Regions from separate parts of the Mus musculus genome. Here region 1 is linked to region 2. A link is a contact called in public Hi-C data. All regions are on one chromosome and are shown on one strand. Each heading gives the region's core, a stretch centred on a gene start, on an enhancer-like site or on the middle of the called end of the contact. The rest is flanking DNA. Distances are from core to core; before and after follow the strand shown.

Region 1 (3,933 bases), core at 492-2,991, 76 kb after region 2:
CATGCATGTTTTATAAAGGTTCAGATGAAGCAGAGAAAGATGACCAAACAAATTCTGTGGCTCTGGAAATGGCTCTGCAAGTTGGGTGCTTGTCATGCAAGCGTGAAGATCCGAGTTCAGTCCCCTAGGATCCCCAAGAATAAAAAATGGGTGCTATGGTGCGTGGCTGTAATCAAAGCACTGGAAAGAGAGATACTAGATCCCTTGGGCTTGCTGGCCCGTCTGGCTTTAGCTAAATTGGTGTGCTCTAGACTGTGTGAAAGACTTGTCTCTTTCAATTAGCTAGAAAGTGATTGAGGAAGACACATGACTTCAACTTCTGGCCTCTACACACAGTGCGTATACATGTACAAACACATACAGACACATATTTGTGAACCATAAGAGACATTTGTAAATAGAACGAAGATTATTTGTAAATGGGGAATAACAAACTTGTGAAGTAGACTCAAGCTGCTTAAATTGTTTTAAAAAATAATTTCAGGGGGGAAATCATGGTGTACACTCAGGGTTACAGTGTAGTGATTCTGTCTATCTAGCAAATGTTCTCTAATCACTAGAGCACTGCATCGACACCCTGAGTACTTGCAAATTATTTGTGTAAGAACACTCACAATCCTTTCTGTGAGCTATTCTCTGTTACACAATGAATTGCTGTTCACCACAGCGATAAAGCTTGCACGTTCATTGTTGCCCCGTCTAAAGCCCATGTGTTAAAGGTTTGGTCTCCAGGGTGGTGGTGTTTGTTAGGAGGTATTGATGAATGGGAGTTCCTTGGGCCTTTGGGGGCATGCCATCCAAGAGTCTGTAGGACTATGGTCACTTATTCTTTAACCTTCTAGCCATGAGGTTGGCTCTGCCATGTTCTCCTCGCTGTGGCCATCTGGTCTCCCCACTGGACACCTTAAAACAGTGATTCTGCCTGTTCATGGGGAAGGGCTTCCAAAAATGTCATCCAAACATTCAAAAGATGCTACCCTTGTTTAAAAGTCTGTTATCTTGGGCATTGCATTCTAGTGATGGAAAGTTGACTAAAGCTATTATCCCATTGAGCTACAGAAGACCAGAAGCCATTTCTCCTCCTCAGGTGCACCCTTGTACACACTAAGCAACCTCTGTACATCTCCCTCCTTTCCCTACTTCCCAGTCTGTGAGGTCCATGCACTGCTCTCTAATTCCCTGAGATGCTACATGGCAGACATGCTATAGCTTCTGTCTTCTGGTGCCTGCTTTTTCCACTGAGTATAATGCTCTCTAGATTATCCATGCTGCCATAAATGATAGGGTCTCATGTTTTTATGGCTTGAATAGTGTGTGTATGTGTGTGTGTGTGTGTGAGAGAGAGAGAGAGAGAGAGAGAGAGAGAGAGAGTCCTCTATAGAATAACATATATTAATATATAGTAATATTACTTTATCCAACCACCTGCTGATGAACACCTCTGTCAAGACCTTATCAAGTCTCTCTTGAGTACTGAGGCATTTCCACAGCCTGGCATTTTCTCACATACATTTTGTTACTCTCTTTCTCTGGCTTTGACAGTGTCCTTTTCCTTGAACCTCAGCCTCCTCATCTATAGTCTAGAGGTTAGACTAAAATCACAGTCATTGATTCAGTGAAGACAGAGATGCCGGAGACACTCTGCTCCAGGAGTGTAGGTCTTGATATAGCAAGGCAGTTTGGGATTCTGGGTAAGAATGCTGGCTCTTCCTGGGATTAACTGTGTATCCTTTGTATGATAGCCAATTCAGTAAGAATGGATTCTTTCCATGGAAAAGAAGATCAATATGAGTTACTTAATAGGCTTATAGGACATCTCCTAGTAAAATAAATAAAACTAGTTATCTAGAAAGCAGAGCAAAAGAGCCTGTTAGTAGGCTCATTTTTTTTTCTTCCTTTCCTTTCCTGTCCTGTCCTGCTTTTGCTTTGTTTGAGAAAGCATTTCAGTATGTAGTCCTGGTTTACCTGGAACTCTCTTTGTAGACCAGGCTAGCCTCAAACTCAAAGAGATCTGCCCGCCTCTGTGTCCTGAATGCAGGGACTAAAGGGGTGCTTCACTGCTCCTTGCCTGTCCTGTTCAGTATGTCTAATATTTGAGTGCACGAGGACACTATGATGCTTTCCAGGCCATTGTCATAAACATTCAGTGAATGTTGGCTCTGCAGTGCATAATGTTAGAAGTTTGCAAATCTTGAGACTAGAGGCAGAGTGCTGCCTCTGTACCAAGTAGGTGAAAGACTGTGGGCAAAGACTTATGAATTCTATCACAACATCAGATAATGGACTAGTGCGGCATGTGATCTAATAATGTAAACAGTACCTCCTACCTTCACAAAGGAAGCAAGCCACCTGGGGAATCACAAAGGAGTGTCCTTGTAACCCAGTGGAGAAGACTCAGCTGGGGTCATCTGGAAGAAGAGACATGCAGAGATAGCTAAACTTTAGAGATGCGCATGCCCCAAATGAGGAGGATGTAGAGAAGACTCTGTGAGGCCAGAAAAGATAACCCATTGTATTGGGCCTAGGATTCCTGATGAGAAGATTTCACAATGTAGGCTAGGGATGAAGTAGAGAGGGACCAGACTATAAAGCCATTAGACCCTTGTAGAACCTCCAATGGCAGGCTCAGAAGCAACTACCCCAGTTTTATTCCACTTGCCACCAGGAAGCAAGTTTGTGTCTTAAACTTCATGCTCCTCCCTTTGAAACACATCTCCTTTGTGCTGCCTTTGGCTTGCTTGGTTTTATAGTCCACCTTAGCAGATGGTTAGTGGCTGTTATTAGTATAACCAAGCTTAAATAATTTGATTTTCAGGTTGGGTACTTAACAATTTCTCCTGTGGGCTTGATAGTCGAACTATACATTTATTGAAAAAAAATTGGTTTCTTCACATTTTATGTGAAAGCAGTGCTGGCCATTCATCTGCAAGCCACATATTAAAAATATCAGAGTGGAAATTTTACTCACATGGTTCTGAGTAGTGTTTTTAGTACTTGGCTGATACTCTGTTTCCTTATTACATGTATTGACTTATACATAAATAGTTATATGTATATATATAATATATATATATATATATCCTCATATATTATAAGTTATATCTGTGCTCTTATAGACTACTATAGTCACACATTAGAAATTCGAATAAAAAAGATGCGAACTCTGGACTGAGGTGCTTATGTCTGTCACTCCAGCATGTTAGATTAAGACAGGAAGATTGACATGAATTTCAGGTAAGCCTGGGCTATATAAGGGGACTGTATCTCAGAGATGGAAAGTGGGCCAGGAGGGGCAGAGGGGATGAGGAGAAGGAGTCGGGGGGGAGGAACAGAAGGGAGGAAGAAAGAACTCTATAATCATTTTGAAAGATCCCTCCTCCCTGCTTTTTCTTGGCCAAGTTTTGAGAACTCCACTTTATTTATTTATTTATGCATTCATTCATTCATTCATTCATTCATTTTTTTCAAAGTGAACAGATTTCAATGAGCCTTATGTCTTATAGGTACTGTCTAGTGTTTAGCTTTAGCAGGGTTTCCATGAAGTCAGAACATTTAAAAGTCTAGAGATTTCAAAGACTTTGGGTTTTTCTAAACAGTTCCACAGGTGTCAAGCCTTTGATCCCAGTGACTCTGTGAGGACACAGGTACCTCTGTTCCCAGGTTCCTTTACACCCGTAGGAGACATGCCCCAGCCACCTGCTTTCCTGCCCTCTCAGGCTTTGCCTTCTGGGCCACAGTTCTGGACTTACCTTCCCTCCCCAAAGAACCTGGAGTGAGCCAGGGATAGTGGTGTATGCATGTATCTCAGTATCAGAGAGTCACAGAGGATAGGGCCAAGAGTTGAAGGCCATCCTTGCCTACATAGTGAGTTCAAGGCCCCCTTGGGCTATAATGAGAGCAGGGGACTAAAGACACTAACTAGTCTTAGAAGTT
Region 2 (3,977 bases), core at 393-2,892:
TCAAATGTGAATTGTCTATATAATTGCTTTCAGCTTCCAGTTCTGCATCTGAGGCACACCCATTCTAAGTGTCTGTTTAGAACATACCATAAGTTACCTATCTGAAATATAAGTAGATGATAACAGTGAAAAAGTTTTGTGACTTTCCAGTTTTTATTGAAGTATCCCTGTATGTGTGCATGTGCATGTGTGTTCAAGTGTGTGTACTTGCACGTGTACTATGTACATCTTAACCCCATTTGTTAATATTGGCTACATATAAATTAATATCATTAGATTCATTCATACTGAGAAATGTACCACCCTGCCCCAGGGAGCATCTAACTAGGAAAGAGGCATCTGAGCATACCAGAGAGGGCCAGGATTTTGGAGTTGCTAACCTGAGGATAAGGCTTGTCTTTGCATTGACTAATGTGTTGCTTTGGGCAAGTCACATCACCTTTTTGATTTTCCATTTGCTATTTTTACTTTTAGATAATAACAAAATCGTTAGAGACTTGCTAATGCAGACTTATAATTCCAGCTACCCAGGATCCTGAGGCGGGAAGATCTGAAGTTGCACAGTAATGCTTGATCTGTCTAACAAACAACAAATCAAACAAAGGTGAACCAGGAGGGTTACCGCAAACCTGAGACTATTCTGAGGAAGGGTGTGAATAGGTAGGCTCTGTACATAGCCAGGCCTTGTCTAAAAAATGTATATGAAGGTAGTTTAAAAAAAAACCAAACAATTGCTTTCAGAAAACAGCAAATCTAATACTATTAAAATTGTTGAGGTCATTCCCTCATCTGTAAAAATAATTTCCAAGAAGTTCAAATAAGATTCATTTTGTACAGACAAGGATTAGATTTTTCCCCATATAATATCAGTCTAGTAAGCAATCCACCTGGGTTAGTGCTGACTGACAAGGAACTAAAATACAGACTCACCATAAATCTAAATTACGGAGACCAAGACAAATTTTTTTCTTTTCTTCTTCATGTATTATTTTCTTGCTATCCTTGTCCTTGGTGAATATTTATTTTATTTTATCAGCATGTTTTTAGAGGTTATTTCTGGTAGGAAAGTGACTATATAGACCTGGCTAGTCTTTAGTTCACAGAGGTCCAATTACTTCTGACCCAGTGCTGGGACTCCAAGGTGTGTGCCATCATACCCAGCAAGGGAATGTTCTTTTTCCTTTTTAAAATCTTTATAATCTCCTCAAATATAAAAAAAAAAGGGTCAGGAAATGAGTGCATATGAAGAAGACTCCAAATGGTGTTGGGCATGCTCTACTGCAAGGAACTGGTTGGCTAGCTGCTTGAAACTTCTGCCTCCTGATGTTGTCTTGCTATGAGAAACTTGGAAAAACACTTTTGGAATTTGAAAGAGACAAGACTTCTTTTGAAATACAACTGCTCATCCAAGATTAGAGACCTTCCCATAGCTGACTGGGAAGATGAAGGTCATAACACAGTCCACTTATATCTTGCTTGCCACAGTCACTTCTTGATGCCTGGTGCCTTCATTACACTGTCTACTGGCATGGCTTCTCTGGTCTGCATTTATTCACTGTAGTCCCCATGACCAGGTGCCACTTCTTGTCAGAATCCTGGTTTCCACAGCACCTGGGGAGCTTCCTCATCTTCTATGGTAAGCTGATTACTTTGGAAAGTCAACTTGCCACAACAACTTGGAATCACCTGAAGGGAGATCGCAGTTGAGGAATTATCTTAATTAAATTAGCCTGTGCGCATGTCTATGAGGAACTGCCTTGATTGTAAATTAATATGAGAAGACTTAATCCATTGTGGATGGCACCATTCCCTAGGTGAACGGGTCCTGAACTATATAGGACAGGAAAAAAAATCTTGAAAGCAAACAAGCAAGCAGGCAGCATGGGTGCCTGTCCTTTGCTTTTGAGTGTAGGAATTGTGTAACTGACTAACAGCTTTGCACTCTTGCCTTGCCTTCCTCTCGGTGATGGACTTCGACCTGGAATTGTAAGGCCCAGAAACCCTTTCCACCCCTAAGCTACTTTTTGTCAACGTAGTTGTCACGGCAGCAGAAACGAAATTAGAAAAAGTCCTTCACACGGAGGTTCACCCACAGAGGTTGCTTAACTCAGGCTCAGAAAGCACATACTGTATCTTTAAGACATAGTTTACTTGTGAATCAGTAAACGTACTAGACAAAGCAGCCATTACTTATGCATTCTTGCATACCCAGCAAGGTGAAAATAATAGAATAAACATCATATACTTCATTATGATATCGGTTTACACTTCCAGGGTATACAAAAAGAGGCCATTTCATCAAGCTAATTGCCTGAAAGTAAAAGAGAGAGAACTTTGGCTATTAGTCTATTATGGGGCTTTTTTCTTAATCACAAATAGGGGCCGTGTGTCCCTGGGGGGATGTGTATTCTAATTTACAATTGAACTACAGATCAGAGCAATCAATCTTGGGAAGCACTTTCACTGTGTAATTGCTGCAACATAACAAATAATAATAATAATATATATAAAAGAAGCCAAAGAAAGAAAAGAAGAAGAAGAAGGCCCGAGCTCAGCTTCTGCTTGAGGTAGAGATATATCCAGGCACTGGTTCAGAGAGGGAGGGGGAGAACTGCCTTGTCCATGAATATGCAATGAGGGCTCATTAGCGGCCTAGTGTTGCCATGACGAATGGCATTATCCCCGGCCTGGTGCTGCCTAAACATGAATTTTATAAGGACTCATTTATCATGACTTGTCATGGGCTTCTGTACAGTTCTTTCTCCAGCTCACACACCTTTCCCTATTAGAGCACTAGAAATCTTTCCTTATTATTATTGTTTCCTTTTGTATTGATTTCTGGTACTTTGAAGCAAGTGTTCAAATATAGTAACATACTAATGAGAGATTTGTGACTTCAAAGTTGGAGAACTACATCTTGATTATTCTCACATCTTTGGTGTAGTTGTGGTGTAGAGAAGAGAGTTGGGCTACACTTTGGAAGGGATTGACTAATGTGTGAGCTTTTTGGAAAAAAAAACCAAGCCTTTTCAAGTGCAACGGTTTCATACAACAGACTTTTAAAATTTAAAATGAACTAAGTTGCATGCTTTTTTTTTTTTCTTTTCCTGTACCTCTCAGGCTTTTTTGAAGACTTTCTTTTTCCAAAACATTTGGAGCTATAACAACAAAGTTTACCTTTAAAGTGTCTCATAGAATTTATAGCTCTTTAATGTTTTACAAGTGTCTAAGCTTATTTCTTACCCAGAAGCATCTTTCTATAGCTAAGAGTACAGAGGGAGAGAGAGAGAGAGAGAGAGAGAGGATGCTCAAAAGCTTGATCATTGATGACAACTTATTAATAGCAAAATAAAAACATAGAAGCAATCTCCCATGGCAAACACCAAGAGTTTGGTTGGATTGCTCTGCAGCCACACAACTGATACAAAGACTTGAGTTTTTGCCTTTGGAAAAAGGCTGAGAGGAAGTTGCATAAGTGGGGTCATCAAATTTAAGTTCACCAGTTGGCCAAGAACATGGTCACAGGCTGACAGAACTCCCTGCTGTAACCAGAGACACTAATGGATGTTTAGTCAATTCAGTCACCATAGAAGAGAGAGGTGCAAGACCTATCTCAGGGTCAGCTAAGCAAAGCACAGAGAAACTAAGGAGGGCTCAGGTCCGGCCTGTGACTATAGTCATTGTACTAAAGAATTTATGTGTAGAGAGTAGTCTAACGAGTCTTTTTAGTGTGACTTTCTCTACTGTGCTGCCTTAGATTCTGTACTCACAGCAAGCGCTTTTTTATGCAATGAAATAAATGTTTATGCAATAAAATAGACAATGAACCAATGATAATTTTATATCGATGAACAACCTTGGCCATTCTAAGATCTTATTCTTAAGATTCTTGAGTCAGCCTGAAGCAGGCTTATGGTTAACTTCTCCTTTGGTGTGGAGTGCTGCGAATGAAACCTAGAGTTTAAGGTGTGTTAGAG

What was found. Hi-C and Micro-C count contacts between places; a contact is called where the count stands out from the background.
Region 1: a contact with region 2 is called in a Hi-C map of liver, with 2.5 times the contacts expected there. The contact joins two enhancer-like sites. A contact is called at or near these places in 1 of 15 datasets of contacts at CTCF or cohesin (the NIH/3T3 cell line), 7 of 484 Hi-C or Micro-C datasets (liver, nephron progenitors and uterus) and 1 of 115 datasets of contacts at active chromatin or transcription factors (the SCID.adh cell line).

Annotation. Positions count from the first base shown.
Region 1 is chr7:70,497,675-70,501,607 of GRCm38.p6, forward strand. No RefSeq gene overlaps it. Among named protein-coding and RNA genes, the nearest start is that of Gm44812, 9.5 kb to the right of the region's middle. Within about 2 kb of position 1,742, at least 2 of the 459 cell types and tissues checked have an H3K27ac peak or open chromatin away from gene starts, as enhancers often do. A contact at or near this core is called in liver, where this site is marked.
Region 2 is chr7:70,421,754-70,425,730 of GRCm38.p6, forward strand. No RefSeq gene overlaps it. Among named protein-coding and RNA genes, the nearest start is that of B130024G19Rik, 58 kb to the left of the region's middle. Within about 2 kb of position 1,643, at least 17 of the 459 cell types and tissues checked have an H3K27ac peak or open chromatin away from gene starts, as enhancers often do. A contact at or near this core is called in liver, where this site is marked.